Regions from separate parts of the Gossypium hirsutum genome. Here regions 2 and 3 are each linked to region 1. The links are chromatin contacts, called in public Hi-C maps. All regions are on one chromosome and are shown on one strand. Each heading gives the region's core, a stretch centred on a gene start, on an enhancer-like site or on the middle of the called end of the contact. The rest is flanking DNA. Distances are from core to core; before and after follow the strand shown. Region 1 holds the start of LOC107928694 (trihelix transcription factor GT-1). Region 2 holds the start of LOC107928685 (NADH dehydrogenase [ubiquinone] flavoprotein 1, mitochondrial). Region 3 has its middle 23 kb from the start of LOC107928708.

The links. Hi-C and Micro-C count contacts between places; a contact is called where the count stands out from the background.
Region 2: a Hi-C map of leaf shows a contact between it and region 1, with 2.0 times the contacts expected there. The contact joins the promoter of LOC107928685 here to the promoter of LOC107928694 in region 1.
Region 3: a Hi-C map of leaf shows a contact between it and region 1, with 2.6 times the contacts expected there. The contact joins the enhancer-like site here to the promoter of LOC107928694 in region 1. A contact is called at or near these places in 5 of 34 Hi-C or Micro-C datasets (leaf and petal).

The regions. Positions count from the first base shown.
Region 1 is chrA12:90,696,344-90,701,470 of Gossypium_hirsutum_v2.1, reverse strand. LOC107928694 (trihelix transcription factor GT-1) reads right to left here and starts at 2,539. Exons shown (of 4, transcript XM_041083057.1): 1 at 1,755-2,539; 2 at 563-601. The coding sequence starts at 2,304.
Region 2 is chrA12:90,989,386-90,994,512 of Gossypium_hirsutum_v2.1, reverse strand. LOC107928685 (NADH dehydrogenase [ubiquinone] flavoprotein 1, mitochondrial) reads right to left here and starts at 2,673. Exons shown (of 3, transcript XM_016859935.2): 1 at 2,389-2,673; 2 at 1-934. The coding sequence starts at 2,658. LOC107928708 (a long non-coding RNA gene) reads left to right here and starts at 4,156. Exons shown (of 2, transcript XR_001692681.2): 1 at 4,156-4,579; 2 at 4,673-5,127.
Region 3 is chrA12:90,965,222-90,970,348 of Gossypium_hirsutum_v2.1, reverse strand. It overlaps the pseudogene LOC107928658. Among protein-coding and RNA genes, the nearest start is that of LOC107928708, 23 kb to the left of the region's middle. Within about 2 kb of position 2,383, at least 6 of the 9 cell types and tissues checked have an H3K27ac peak or open chromatin away from gene starts, as enhancers often do.

The DNA of each region.
Region 1 (5,127 bases), core at 1,290-3,789:
GGGCTCACTACAAGGCTAATGACAATGTCACTACAATTAAAATGTCAAAATTTGCTGCAAGAGATTGTGAAAAAAGGAAATAAACAACCAAGGCTGTCGACGGAGGAGTCTCAGCTTCATGAAAGATGTTAACAAAGCTGAAAAGAGAGGTTACTGAAAAGCAAAAAGTGATTGTTCGGTTTTAAGTTCATAAAAGTACATCCGATTTGACTGATGAAATAAATAGAGGGGACAGTACCTAAAGATGGCCTCATTAACACAACAGGTAACAGTGTTGGCCTTACGAAAAATATGCACATAACTTGCAGCTCCCAAAATAGGAGTTTCAAGATAGATACACTCTTCTCTAATCATGCCCCATAAAGCTCCTAAAAGCAAGCAAGAAGATGATGAGATATAGTGTCAATAAGATTAATGGCACTGCATCCAATAGATTCTATGTATTACCCATATTAACTTGAAGAGAAATACTACAAGAAGCATATAAAGGACAGGAAACCAAAAACATAAAAGAAGAAAAACCAGAAGAGAGCAATCTCAAATTGAAACAAAAAATAATAACCTTCAACAGGGCCAAATGACATGCCAGCATCCTCAAAACCTGCAAGAGTCAAACAATATTGATAATGATTATTAAAGTCATAGTAATGACAAGTAAGACTCGATATGTGTTGCAATAAGAATAAAGAAACAATACAACTATCTATCAGGTAGTCTACATGAACACCTTTGCAGCAAAGTGAGAAAGAGGGAGAGGACGCAGAAATCTCCAAAAGCAGAAGGCTAAATCTTATATAGAATTTCATTAAGTGATATGCAACAGCAAGGTATCATGCCCGCATAAGACAAAAACCCAGAAAACCTCGTAAAAGCAGCCAAGAGGTACAGAACAATAGAGTAAACCAGATAAGACAACAGAGAGGAAATCAAAACACCATAAATAGATGACTCTCTCTTTGCCTCTTCGAAAATAAAATTTGCAAATAGCAACATAATACTTCCCTACTCTTATTAAAAAGGTGGTATTCAAAATTTTAATTGAGCCCCTCATTATTTTTCAATGCATGACCCCTTGCTTCAAAAGTACATTTAATCAACGTTGAAATTTACCTGTCTAAGCTCTAACAAAAATATCATTTAAAAGCTGCCATTGTGCAAGTTCTAATTTTCATGAGGATACATGAAGGCAAACCCACCTTCTTCAAAGCACACAATAAAATCATAAAAAAGTAACAGGAGAAAGAGGAAGACTGTCAAGTCATTTCCAGTCAAAGGAACTCGTACGGTTAAAGAACCAAACCTATTTCTTTCTTCAACTGCAGTTTATACTACCATCTTAAGCTAAGTTACTCGGAGTCCGAAGGTGGGAATGTCTAGTACGGGTATGATTAGTTCTTTTCTAAGGTTTCCACGTATTTGAGGACTAGCATCATATTTTGATAGCAATATCCGGATATACGTCTGACACTTCAAGAAAAGATGGACAGAGCAAAAGTCATTCAACTTTAAAAATTCTAGCAGCAATTAACAAAAAATTCTGATGGTATAAAGCTTAGACATCAGTATATACAGTGGAAACGCATTAATGCCATATCACCCAAAAACAGATTCTTGAATCCAAATAAAGCCTTTTAAAGAGGAAGTCCGCAAAACCATCATTCAATTATGGAATAACAACAATTTAATATAAACTCCACTTGTCAAATGCAAATTTTAAAAAAAAAAAAGGGTGATAAATAAAATATAGCATATACCCTTGTCAGCGAAATGCATATAAGAATCAACCTTAGGAGGAGGAGTTGGACTCTTATAAGCATTCTTCGTTCTCTCCCTTAAAATCTCTTCAATTTCCTTATAGTAAGACATCTTAGCAGACCCACTCCCTCTATCTTGATGCTTAGCTTTTTTAAACTCCTTCAACAAGTTCCTCCATTTGTCTGTACACATAGTTGGGGATCGATCGAACCCTTTCTCTCTCATTTTAGCCGATATCTGCTCCCACAAGTGCTTGTTGGATTTCGAAGTATTGAAAAGGCCATCCATTTCCCTCCGAATGGCGATAAGGCTTCGAGTTTCGTCTTGAACCCAGGTCTCGGCTCGTTTCTTGGGGGCTTTGACTTCTGGGTCTTCGCAGCTGCTTTCACCTAAGATAATTTGCTGCTGCTGAGGAGGGGGGTGGTGGTGGTGGTGGTGGTGAGGTGGCAAATCCCCATTGGTAGTGACCTCGATGATCATGTCACTGGCGGTAGCAGGACCTTCCTCCTTGTACAAATCTATGGAACGGGGTTTCTCCGATAAGTACATGGGGTTTTGGATCCGATTAAGAAATGGGTTTGGTTCTTTTTTGCACGGTTTAGGCTTTTAGGAGTTGAAAAAAGTGAGGGTTTTGACAAGGAGAAGGAAGAGGGAATTCATGGCGGATGGGATTTAATTTTGACGTGCTTTTATTATTTTATGTATTTTGATAGGAATTATAGCAGAGAAAGATAGAAGACGAGGAGGAGAGCGTGGAGTTAAAGCTTGGGCAGTGAGTGTATTATTTGTATAATATAATATTTTATTCATCGTTTTTGTCTCTTTTACTTTCGTTCGCCCTTTGCGATTCTCTACATGGGGTAGGGTCGAGTACGAGCGAGTCTTAATAAAATTTTACGCTCAATCAATAAGTTTAGGTCTAGTCCAACTTAGAAAGTGGATTTAAAATTTTGTTTAAGTTTAATTCAAATTATAAATGTTAAAGTTAGATTTGGATCAGGATTAAAGCTTGTATAATCGATATAATAGAAAATGTATCGATATTGTAACACCCCCTAATCCCAAACCGTCGTCGGAATAAGATTACGAGGCGTTACCGAACATATTAGTTAATTTACAAATAATTTTATGAATAAACAACAAATATATTAAAATTAAATCATTAAGTCTCTTTTATGAACCCTCGAGGCCTAAATCATGTATTATAAATGAATAGGGACTTATTCAAGTACTCCGAAAATTTTTCGTAATATAATAATAATTATTTTTTTTTTAAAAAATTCAATATAACCCCTTTAGAAACATCTAACCTTCCCTGCAATTTCAAATTTGCAACTAACTCAACACAACAATAACTCAACAAATACAATCTTCATCCAAATCATATTCGTCTTATAATAATATCACTAATCCTTATTTTATCTAACATTATATCCATTCATACTTTCAAGTAGTATTTAAACATCTTAATTAATTTCCATTCATATCATATATCAACTTATATTAACTTAACTAATATATTCATGAGTTGATACAAAACATAGTCACATCAGCTCCTATACATGCCATATAAACCATTTAAAGTATTTATAACAAAATCTACCGGAAAATCGAGATAGTGTGACTTGAGTGTGATGATCCGATCCTCTAACCCTTCCGTTAATCTACAAAGAGCAATAAACATTACAAGTAAGCTAACTATAGCTTAGTAAGTTCGTCGGCTTAAACCATAAACCTTACCAATATTAGTTTCAAAAATTCAAATCATATGGACATTTCAAGTAAGTTACTTTCATCCTATAAATCATAATCTCATTTTAAAAATAATTTACTTAATTGAGCTCAAAAATAATGATAACATTATTTACATTTCTTTTTCCACACGTTACAATTACGACTTACTGACTTGTAAATTTAAGGAACGACTTACGGATTTGAGTACATCGTGATCTGAAACCCGAAATCTAACTGAAGCACAAAAGTGCTAACGGAAGCCCGAAGGCTAACTGAAGCACATAAGTGCTAAACGGAAGCCCGAAGGCTAACTGAAGCTCATCAGAGCTGAACTGAAACCCCAAAAGGGTTAACTGAAACTCATATGAGTTAACGGAAGCTCGTAAGAGGTAAACAGAAAGCAAACACGAGAGTTCGCAACAAATGCTGAATCTCGGTTTACTTGGGTAATTTACCGTCAATTCATCTTTTTCACCGAACGATCGTACTCATTTCCTGCGTTCCGTTCCTTCGAATTACTCAGTTCAATTTCGTAACTTTTGTACATGATTTAATTATTTTCAAAAATTAACATACATAAATATTAATCACCATTCATAAAATAACATTGAAATTTAATAATTTAACGGTACGAATTTACCCGGAACAATTTGCAGTTACGAAATTGAACTGAGTAATTCGAAGGAACGGAACGCAGGAAATGAGTACGATCGTTCGGTGAAAAAGATGAATTGACAGTAAATTACCCAAGTAAACCGAGATTTAGCATTTGTTGCGAACTCTCGTGTTTGCTTTCTGTTTACCTCTTACGAGCTTCCGTTAACTCATATGAGTTTCAGTTAACCCTTTTGGGGTTTCAGTTCAGCTCTGATGAGCTTCAGTTAGCCTTCGGGCTTCCGTTTAGCACTTATGTGCTTCAGTTAGCCTTCGGGCTTCCGTTAGCACTTTTGTGCTTCAGTTAGATTTCGGGTTTCAGATCACAATGTACTCAAATCTGTAAGTCATTCCTTAAATTGACAAGTCAGTAAGCCGTAATTGTAACGTGTGGAAAAAGAAATGTAAATAATGTTATCATTATTTTTGAGCTCAATTAAGTAAATTATTTTTAAAATGAGATTATGATTTACAGGATGAAAGTAACTTACTTGAAATGTCCATATGATTTGAATTTTTGAAACTAATATTGGTAAGGTTTATGGTTTAAGTCGACGAACTTACTAAGCTATAGTTAGCTTACCTGTAATGTTTATTGCTCTTTGTAGATTAACGGGAGGGTCAGAGGATCGGATCATCACACTCAAGTCACACTATCTCGATTTTCAGGTAGATTTGTTATAAATATTTTAAATGGTTTATATGGCATGTATAGGAGCTGATGTGAGTATGTTTTGTTTCAACTCATGAATATATTAGTTAAGTTAATATAAGTTGATATATGATATGAATGGAAATTAATTAAGATGTTTAAATACTACTTGAAAGTATGAATGGATACAATGTTAGATAAAATAAGGATTAGTGATATTGTTATAAGACGAATATGATTTGGATGAAGTTTGTATTTGTTGAGTTGTTGTTGTGTTGAGTTAGTTGCAAATTTGAAATTGCAGGGAAGGTTAGATGTTTCTAAAGGGGTTA
Region 2 (5,127 bases), core at 1,424-3,923, 290 kb before region 1:
CCTCAACTGTGCAAGGCTTGTTGACATGACCTGAGACACAAAACAATTTTGTCCCGGAATTATTCTTCCTTCCAAAACTGGCAAACCACTCAGGACCACGTCTCAGTATTGTGGGCGAAACAGCCACTGTCTCCACATTTGTGACAGTGGTGGGACAACCATATAATCCAGCATTAGCAGGGAAAGGAGGTTTCAATCTAGGTTTCCCTTGTTTTCCTTCAAGGCTCTCTAAAAGTGCTGTTTCTTCACCACAAATATAGGCACCAGCACCATAATGGATGTGAACATCAAAATCATAACCAGAACCACATGCATTTTTGCCCAATAGTCCAGCTTCATAAGCTTCTTTTCTAGCTCTTTCAAGGTTTTTACGTTCATTCACATATTCACCCCTGATGTAGATATAAGCAGCTGTAGCTCTCATTCCAACCCCCGCAATCAAGCAGCCCTCCAATAGTTTGTGTGGATCGTGCCGCATAATTTCCCTGTCCTTACAGGTTCCAGGTTCACTTTCATCAGCATTGACAACAAGATAAGAAGGACGACCATCAGATACTTTTGGCATAAAAGACCATTTGAGGCCCGATGGAAATCCAGCACCACCACGTCCTCGAAGTCCAGATTTCTTCATTTCATTCACAATCCAATCAGCACCCTTGAGTACTAAATCCTTGGTTCTATACCAGTCACCACGTTTCATGGCACCTTTGAGAAAAGGGTCATGCAACCCATATAAGTTGGTGAAAATACGGTCTTCATCTTTTAGACCACCAAAATGGGTTTTTTCAGGCAGTGGAGGAGGAGGAGGTGCCTGTGGAGCACCAGCAGTTGTTGCTCCTTGAGTACTAAATGATCTAGTGCCTAGTTTCCACCTTTCACCGCAAGCTCTTAACAAAGCTGCCCTTTGCAAGGAAAGAATGCCCTTTATGGGTGCCTATGCAAAGAAAGAACAACCATTTCTTTATTCTTTCTCATTAAACATTTTTCCCAAAGATATTGGAACATAACTAATCAACTTTTTTAGCTTCCATGAAATGATCTAATTATCAGCAATAAATCTAACAAATGCTCGAAAACACTCAAGAAGAAAATAATAGCAAATTTGAAGTAACACACATGTTTGAATGAAGCAACTGACATCGGTAAAACCTATAAAAAGGGTCCAAGTGAACAATGAGGGGGATTTGGATGTCAATAATGCAACCAGAGCAGCTAGTGGCAACCAAAATAACGGAAAGAAAATAAGAAAAGATCATGAACTTTGATTATGCAAATTAATCAGTCCATCAATTTTGAAGTCTCAAGTCTGACTTCTCTCTGAATTGAACTAAAACCATCTTTCTGAGAATTAAGAAAGTTATCACTTTTTAAGGAATTTAATTGGTTGGAATGTGATTCCAATGTTTGGTAAGCAAAAATTGCTTCTTTCATTGGAATGTAACATTCCCTTGGGAGTTAATTTCTCACAAGTAATGTGAAGTCATTCCCTTGATAATTAGTAGGAGAGTTACTTTTCCATCTAGATGGAAAGTAATAAAAAAAATCACTAGAACAAAATTAGCCTTTCTTTTATTTGTGTTTAGGGTATTAACTAGTTCATCGTAAAAAAAGAAAAACATAACTGATGCTTGTTCTTTCGTTCTCTAGTCTCTACAATTTCAATTCATCGTTCCAAAGTAAGTGTTTTTTTCTAGTTTTATTCTCAATCTACAAATTCTACTCTGCATATTATTTTTTCCCTTTTTAACATGTCATATATGTGTGCTATCACAGGGTAAATATCTATATTCTCAGAAAAATATTAAAATACATCTTTTATTTTAAGGATAATTTAGTTAAAATAACATTATGTTCTCAGAAAAAGCATTGAATTTAACAAACGTCTTAATATAACTTTCCATGATTTTAACTGTATATCATGTTATAAAATAACTTGCACAGCAATAATGTTATCACAATCACATTTTAAAATCATAACATGGGAAATCACCAAACACCCCTAAATGTAGAAATTAATTCCTTGGGCCAAAATATGAGCCACATCCAATTTATCCAAATTTGAAGCAACAAACAACATTCTTCATTCCTTTTTGGTAAGGTATGCGAATGGACAAGGAGATATTAAAATCTACACTAACTAAAATTAGTTTCATAACCCTAAAACAAACAATCCATCTTCAGTAAGCTAAGTTTCTAGAAAATTAAAACTAAAACCTTTTCTTCTGTGCGCTCATTTTCCACTAGCTAATCGCATCTAAACAGAAGATGAAGGAAAAAATTCAATTGCTTGGATCTATAACTAAACGCGAAACAACATTTCACGATCAAACAACGAAATGAATCGACGAGAAACCCGAGGCAAGTGAAAGAGTAAGGAAAGGGGCGTACCATAGAGTGAAATTTCGCGGATGATCCTTGATTGTTGCGATTCGGCTCGACTGCAAAATTCAGAAACAAGGGCGGAGGAAAAGGGAATAGGGAATTTGAAGATGGGGAATGATTGGCTACGGTATCTAAGCAACGGAGATTGATGGTGCAAAATAAAAAATGTTGATTGAAAGGGGGTGGTAAGTGATCTAACGGCCAATATTTCTTAGAGTGTTTGTGATGGCTATCGGTGATACGTTGTGATGTCGTGGATGTTATTTGGGCCACCATTCAACGGATATGATTAATTTGCCACGTCTACTGTTGCATTAAATATTTGCGCTGCTGAAGACGAGTTTTTCTTAACACAATTTAGCAATTAACATTTACATTTACATTTACATTTATATTTAAAATATTAAATATAAATGAAAATTTTTAATAAATTTATTAAATATGCCTTTAGTTAAAAAAATTAAATAAAATTTTTAAAGAAATATTATTTAAAATATTAAATTTTTAATCATGCTCGCATAGTCACCCACGTGATCGTTTATATATTTTTCATATTAACATGACATTATTTATTTTATATGTCACGTAAATAAATAATTTAAAAATATTAAAAATATTAAAAAATTTAAAACAATCAAAAATAAAATAAATAATTAACGATAAATATCAATTTTATACATGCACTTTGATCCAATATGCAATTTGATACTTGATCTTTAATTTGGTATAATTATACACACGAAACTTGAATTGTAGTTCATATGCATACATAAAACTTTGATTATAATTCAAATGTCCACATTTAAAAAATAGATACATACATTTATTTTCATATTAGAATAATATAATTATTTGTATATACAATATATTAACGTAAAATGATACTAATTCAATAATATTATCAGTGATTTGTAAAAATTGAATTAAATTAAAATTTCATATATAAAATCGCATAAAATTGATGTTCGTATGACATTACACATTGGATAAAAGTTCATGTATAGTTTTGATATTTATCCGAAAAAATTATAAAAAGTTTAAGAAAATTTAAAAAATAGTATAAAGTAGGCGTGGATTGCAATGTAGGCTGTCATGTTTAACATTTTAAATTTTAGTTAGTATTTTCATTAAAAAATATCAATTCATCTCTTTTTTGAAAGGATGATGATAAAATTTAACTTTTTTTTTTAAGTTGAGGATCAAATTTAATTAGAAAAAAAGAGAGTAAAATTGATAAATATATATATACATATAAACTTTAAGGGACTTGTTGATATTACCAAAAATTAATTGTTTACTTTTAAAAATTAAATTTTTTATTCCTTGAGAAAATTTGGAGAATTTTAATATATTAGTGTTTTAAGATGTATCATTTCAAAAGGTTAGTAATTGTGATTATTTTGTTTATGTAATTTTTTAAATAAAAAATATATTATTGGAATTTTATAAATTAGAAAGTAATTAAAATATAACAATGATATTAAAATAAATAATATAAAAATATGCAATATGAATGTTATTAGACTCATAAAAAAGTATATAAATATTTTTAATAAGTTAAATCCAAATTATATTTGAAATTTATGTTTTCTTTTAATCTTATGGCGTGATAATGTGTTTTAAATAAAATAAGATTATAATGAATTTTGAAAAATCACCTCTCTAGTGTTTAGAAAGTTTTTTTTTTTTGAACTTCAACTGATACTTTTATTAATGAAAGAAGTAATTATTATGGTTACAAGCATTAATAAAGCAACCTACAGCTGTCTTTTTCCTGTAAGGCACCAAAACGGTGCATTGAAAATCATCAAATAGAGAAAAAAAAGAAAGTAAAATAAACTGTTCATTAAAACACAAGAAAATGAAATGAAACGTCAAAACTCAAAGAAACTCGGGCCTGGAAACTCTTCTTCTCTGTCGTTTGAATTGTGTATCAGCTACTCAAAGAGATCGATTATCACCCAAAATCAAATCTTTGAAGCCTTATTCTTGGTCAAGATCACGAGTTCATTGGGCAGAAAAAATGTCGCAAAGTCCGGACTCTATTTTTCCATCTATCCTTCGTCTCCGTCGCTTCTCTTAGCGCGATTCACCAGCCCTTCCACCGCGTACAGGACCTCCTCTATTTAGTATTGGGGGTTTTCATGCCGACATCCTTCTATTGCCATCCCGTGAGCCGCTTTGTTGGCTTCCCTTGGTATGTACTTAAAACTCATTCTTCTAAATTTGGGGATTCTCCCTTTGATTTCTTTAATTAGACTACTAATTTCAGATTTATCTTCTTCTACAGAGTTTAATTTGTGTATTATGGTTAACGTATCTCCTTCAACACAAATATCCTGGAAACCCATTTCCTCTGCCATAGTAATGGCCTGCAAACACGCCCTTGCCTCGACCATAACCGGATCTGCGATATTCTCCCATGGAAAGGTACATGCTGCCATCACCAAACCTTCTTTATTTCGTGCTATGATTCCTGAACAAGATATTCTCAAATGTTGATTGAACGAAGCGTCAAAATTAATTTTTATAGTATCATTCTCCGGTGGTTTCCATTCATAACTGTTAGCTTCCTGCGCATTCTTTGATATATACCCCATAAAAGCTATTTCTGCACAAAAAGCATTGACAAACCCTACTACTTCATTTATTTGTTCTCGTACTCCTTCATGATGTATCTTGTTGCGATTGTACCAAATAGCCCAGTAGGCAATAGTTCTGATTTTACATGCTTCAGTGCTCAGA
Region 3 (5,127 bases), core at 1,134-3,633, 270 kb before region 1:
AAAAAATAAAATTAATTATAAATTAAATAAAAATAAAATTTAATTTGGAAAAAATAAAAATACTATTTATTTTAACATTAAGGTATAAAGTTATATTTTTCACTTCTATAAACAAAATTAATTTACTCATAATGGAAACCACAGATAATTTAACCAAAATAAAATTCAAGCAGCAAGGGAACTTTTTTATTGCTAGGTAAGAAAATGAGCTTTAATTTTGTGTAAACAGAGGTCACTCATGGGGTCTGCAAGTTCTAAATTTAATTTTTGATTGTTTGTAATGATATGAAACAGTTCTTCAATTATATAAAATAGTTAAACGACAAGATTTAGCAATTTTGGAATCATAAAAACGTGGAAAGGTGGAAGAAATTTACAACTTGGAGGTAGCACTTGACAATTTGATCACCAATTCCTTCCTCATCACCTTACCAGATGCATTCTTTGGCAATGAATCAATAAACATTATTCTACGTATTCTCTTATATGGGGAAACCTGAGATGAAATGTTTGAGAATGTCAACAAAAGAAGATGAAAAAAGAAATTGTTCTGCATTTAGTTAGAAGCAACGCATGCCTGTTGGGCAACAAAATGCTTGAGTTTTGATTCATCAATGTTGCTCCCTGATTGTCTAACCACGAAGGCCACTGGTACCTGGCCTGCTTCCTCATCTGAAAACCTGTTGAGAGTGTCAAAAGTAAGCACTTGGCAGGTTTAACCAAGCATTTACTCCAATACAACATCTATCTGATACTGGTGTACTTGGAAGGGGCTATAGGTTTAGTGAGCAATTTAGTCTTTCTTCGCATAATTTTGAAGCATTAAACGTTAAAATATATTAAATATACAAGGACTAAATTGCTCTTGAATTATTATAGACTAATCCATTTGGAACGTTAAATGAGAATAAAGAGAAGTAAAAGTGACATACGGAACAACTGCAGACTCGACGACATCTGGATGGGAATTAAGCAGATGTTCTAATTCAGCTGGGGCAACCTGTTTGATTAAGAAACCAACTTTAAAAACCATAATAAAATAAGCTTTTAGTTCTTGAGGGGCACCATACTTTTTAACAAAGCTTAGATTTAGAGCCAACCTGGTAGCCTTTGTATTTGATCAACTCCTTTATCCTATCTACGAAAAACAGGAAACCTTCATTATTAATGTAGCAAAGATCGCCAGTTCTTAACCATCCATCTGAATCCAAAGTCCCAACAGTTGCCTCCTCATTATCAACGTATCCTGAACCACCCCCAAAACAAAATTGTAAAACAGAGCAATCAACAACAACAAACAACAGTGGCCACTTACTCTCTTGCCAGTTAATCAATGTACAGAAATCAGTGATTACCCTTCATTACGAGAGGTCCCCTAACCCAAAGCTCTCCAGGCTTTGCAGGTGGCAAAGCAGCACCAGTTTCAGGATCCACGATTTTGGCTTCACAATTTGGCAAAAGCTTCCCTGTCGCACCTTCTACTTGGGTTTCATCGGGAACCATTGTGCTAAACACTCGCCCCGTTGTTTCAGTTAGCCCATATGCCTTCATAACAAATATTGAAAACTTCATTTATCAAATCAAAGCCAATTTTGTTGATTGGTCAATTAGCACTGTAATTAAGTGTTACCTGCGCCAGCTTAACTTTGGGCAACCGTTTTCTCAGCCTTTGGATCATGCTCTTACTCAAATGAGCGCCGCCGCAGAGGATAGCTTCAAGCGAGCTCAAATCATAGCCATCCATTATCGCAGTATCGTTCACCATCTTTACAATCAACGGTGGAGCCAAAGCCAAGTGGCTAACCCTATACTCAGAGATAACTCCATACATATTTCTCAGATCAAATGAGCGACTTCCTCCCGTTATCACCATGCAGTCGCCCGAAACCATGGACCTCAAACTGAGTACTAGTCCATACACATGAAATAATGGAACCGTACAAAGGACAACCGTCGGGGAACTCCCCACCGGACGCATTCCTCCGGCAATCACCGCTGTCAAGTTACGGTGAGTCAATGCAACTCCTTTGATCCCACCGGTTGTGCCGGACGAATAGAGAATCGTGGCTACATCAGACTGGTTCACTTTGATTCCTCTGTTTTCAGTTTTTTCACTTGGGCTTTCCATTAACGACTCGAATTCAACATAGTCAATAGCAACGACTCCGTGTTTGAGCAAAGGGATTTTGTGAGCTGAATCCGACGAGGCGAAAGCTATGACAGGTTTGGAATGTCGGATTAGGTGATGAATCTCGGGGACAGTGGCGGCGGGATTGACGGGCGAGATAACAACGCCGATAGATAAGAGAGACAAGTAAAGAATCGGAGTGAAGATATTGTTAGGGGTGAAAACGACAGCACAATCGCCTTTAGAGAGGCCAAAGTGGGTGCGGAGGTAGGTGACTAGGTTTTCGAATCAGAAGATAAGTTCGGTGTGGAGAATACGGCGGCGCGTGGTGGCGTCAATGAGAACGACGGCGGTGGGGGAGGGTGGGGAGGACTGGAGCATAGAGAAGAAGAAGTCGATAGATGAAATGGGTGCGGATTGGGGTGGGAGTGAAACGGGAGATCGGAGGCTGTGGAACGTCATGGTTTTGGAGCAAAAGCCGCTGTTTGGATCGACGACCAAAGTGGCCATCAGAATGGAATAGAGTTTTTCTGTTATTACAAAAGAAATTGGAGGGATGGAGGGGGTTTGAAACTGTTTTAGAAGCTTGAGGTATCCATAATAAAAAAGCTAACAAATAATTTGATAAACAATTATCAAAATAACATGATAAACTCACCTACTTTTCCTTTTCACAGTTTTATCAAAATGCTTTTCACTCTCATTGGGTCAAAATTTGTATCAAGTGACCCACTGGCAATAGTCAAGAATTTTACAACTCTTGTTTTCTGTTGATCTCCAAACCAAGGACCTCCTCGCGGACGCCGCCTTAATTGTTTGGCCAAGGCCACTTTTTCTTCCTTTTAAACATGTTTACAAATGAAGAAAGGACATCGAAATGGTCCCAAGACATAAACCTTAAGCTGAATATATGTAGAACATAGTATAAAACAGCTGATCCAAAATCACGTTATTCCAAAATAAAAAAACTTAACCTTAAACCACAAACATCACGGAACAATCACATTAGTCGATCATTAAATCGAAGTCTATGAGTTGGTATGTTGTTTCTATCGATGATGGTCCTATCCTAATTCTCCCAACAAATTCCATGTAGCTTCATTAAGCCATAGTTCACTCAATTAAGTGTAAACAAAATGATTCATCAAAAACTTGAGAGAATGAGCTCACTTTGACTTGAGGAAAACATGTAGTCTTAGACTCGATCGTAGGAGCCATCAATGCCTCTAGAAAGCTTAACTATCACCCTCAAGAAAAGAGAGAAGAGAGAGAGCCAAAGGTGTACAAAGTGTTGCCTAAAATTATTCTACTGAAAGGAAAAGGTAAAAAGGACCAAAAACGGTGAGAGAATGGATGTGAGAAGGCTAGGGAAGGAGAATAAACAGGGAAAAGGATGAGGAGGGTAGTGGCGGAGGTGAGGAGCAAAGAAGGAAATGAGCAGGGAAAACAAGGAAGTTGGAGGGGTGATCGACAAGGAAAGAATGTTATAAATGAGAGAAGTGGAGAGGTAAGGAAGGAGAAGAAAACCAAGGGGAGGGGAAGGGGAAAAAAGGAAAAAGGGAATAGAGGGAGGTGGCAGGTAGTCACTGGCTACTAACGTCTCTATTAAAGAGGCAATGTATTAAAAAGGGAGTTGACGGTGAGGGCTTCACTTTGGGAAAAAATAGGAAAATGGGAATAAAACTCCTCACTTTGTCAAAGTGTTTTTCTTCCTAATAACTTGTAGAAAGTTTGGAGTTTAGGCTAACCTCGTATAATATTTTAAGTTTTGGGATATGATACATTGAAAGTAAAAATGTTTTCGGTACACTTGTTCTCTATAGAATATTTTTTAAGGTTTAGCATTTCTTTTGTGCCGCACTTACGTTCAATCCTTCCATACTCAATGTTTGCAACTTTGGTGTTTCCATCCTTGTGTTTTGTTTTGTTTTGTTTTTAGCTTCCATCTTTAGTACTTTCCATTGTTGGTGATTTCCTTTATTTTCCTTCTAAGAGTCTCAAGAATATGAAGTAAGGAGAATATTTTCTAGTGTTGATTTTGGATCCAAGCTATTGTTGTTTTTTATAGGGGTTAGATTTTGTTTTGGTAAAGAAAAGGGTTTTCTTTTCTTCTTTCTTTTTGGGATTTTAATATGTTTCCAACATTTCTTCCTATTTTGTTGAAGGTTCTCATAATACAATGAGTTTAATGTATTATATATTTCTACCATGGAAACATGTCATGTCACTGACAATGCACCAAGTCGTTTTGGTGGCTAAGGTTGATTTAGATCATGGCTTTAAGTATGTCATCTAACTTTCATGTTCATTCATATGTATTAAACTCTACCAACATGAAAAGATTACGATCATGTTTGGTTCCATGCCTTTGTATGACTATTTTTTTTCTTTTGTTTTATGATTTTTTGTTTTTTTTGTTTGGCATTGCTTAGTTATGCCTTTATGGCTTGTATGGATCATTAATCCCCCTCCTTTTATGATCAAAAAGTTCTTTTGTTGAAAAAAAATTAAAAACATTTAATTTAATAAGTTTGCAACTTGCACTTTATTAATTTCAATAATAAATTTCGATGATTACTCAAAATTCTTGGAAAGAGAAATCCCTTAAGATCCTTTAAAAGTTCTCAATTGAGCTTATGAAAGCTTACTCATGGACCCGAACATGCAGAAGGACTAGTTTGTAAACTTTCAAAGATTAGAAAACAGGTATCATTACCTAGGACAAGTACATATACCAATTTTAACTTCGATGTTTCCAAATTTAAGGTAAAATACACAAGTATCGATATTTGGAATATGGTACCGATATTCGTATTAAGAAGTATCAATATCAAATCCAGTATCAATACTATTTTGGCATTCTATTTGTTTCAAAACAAAATGAAAGATGTTAAGTATAGATACCTTTACCATGGTATCGATACCATATTACCAAAAGTGTCAAAACTCCCACTTTGTTCCTTTTTTTATGCCTAAACTAAGTATGTACTCAAATGGTG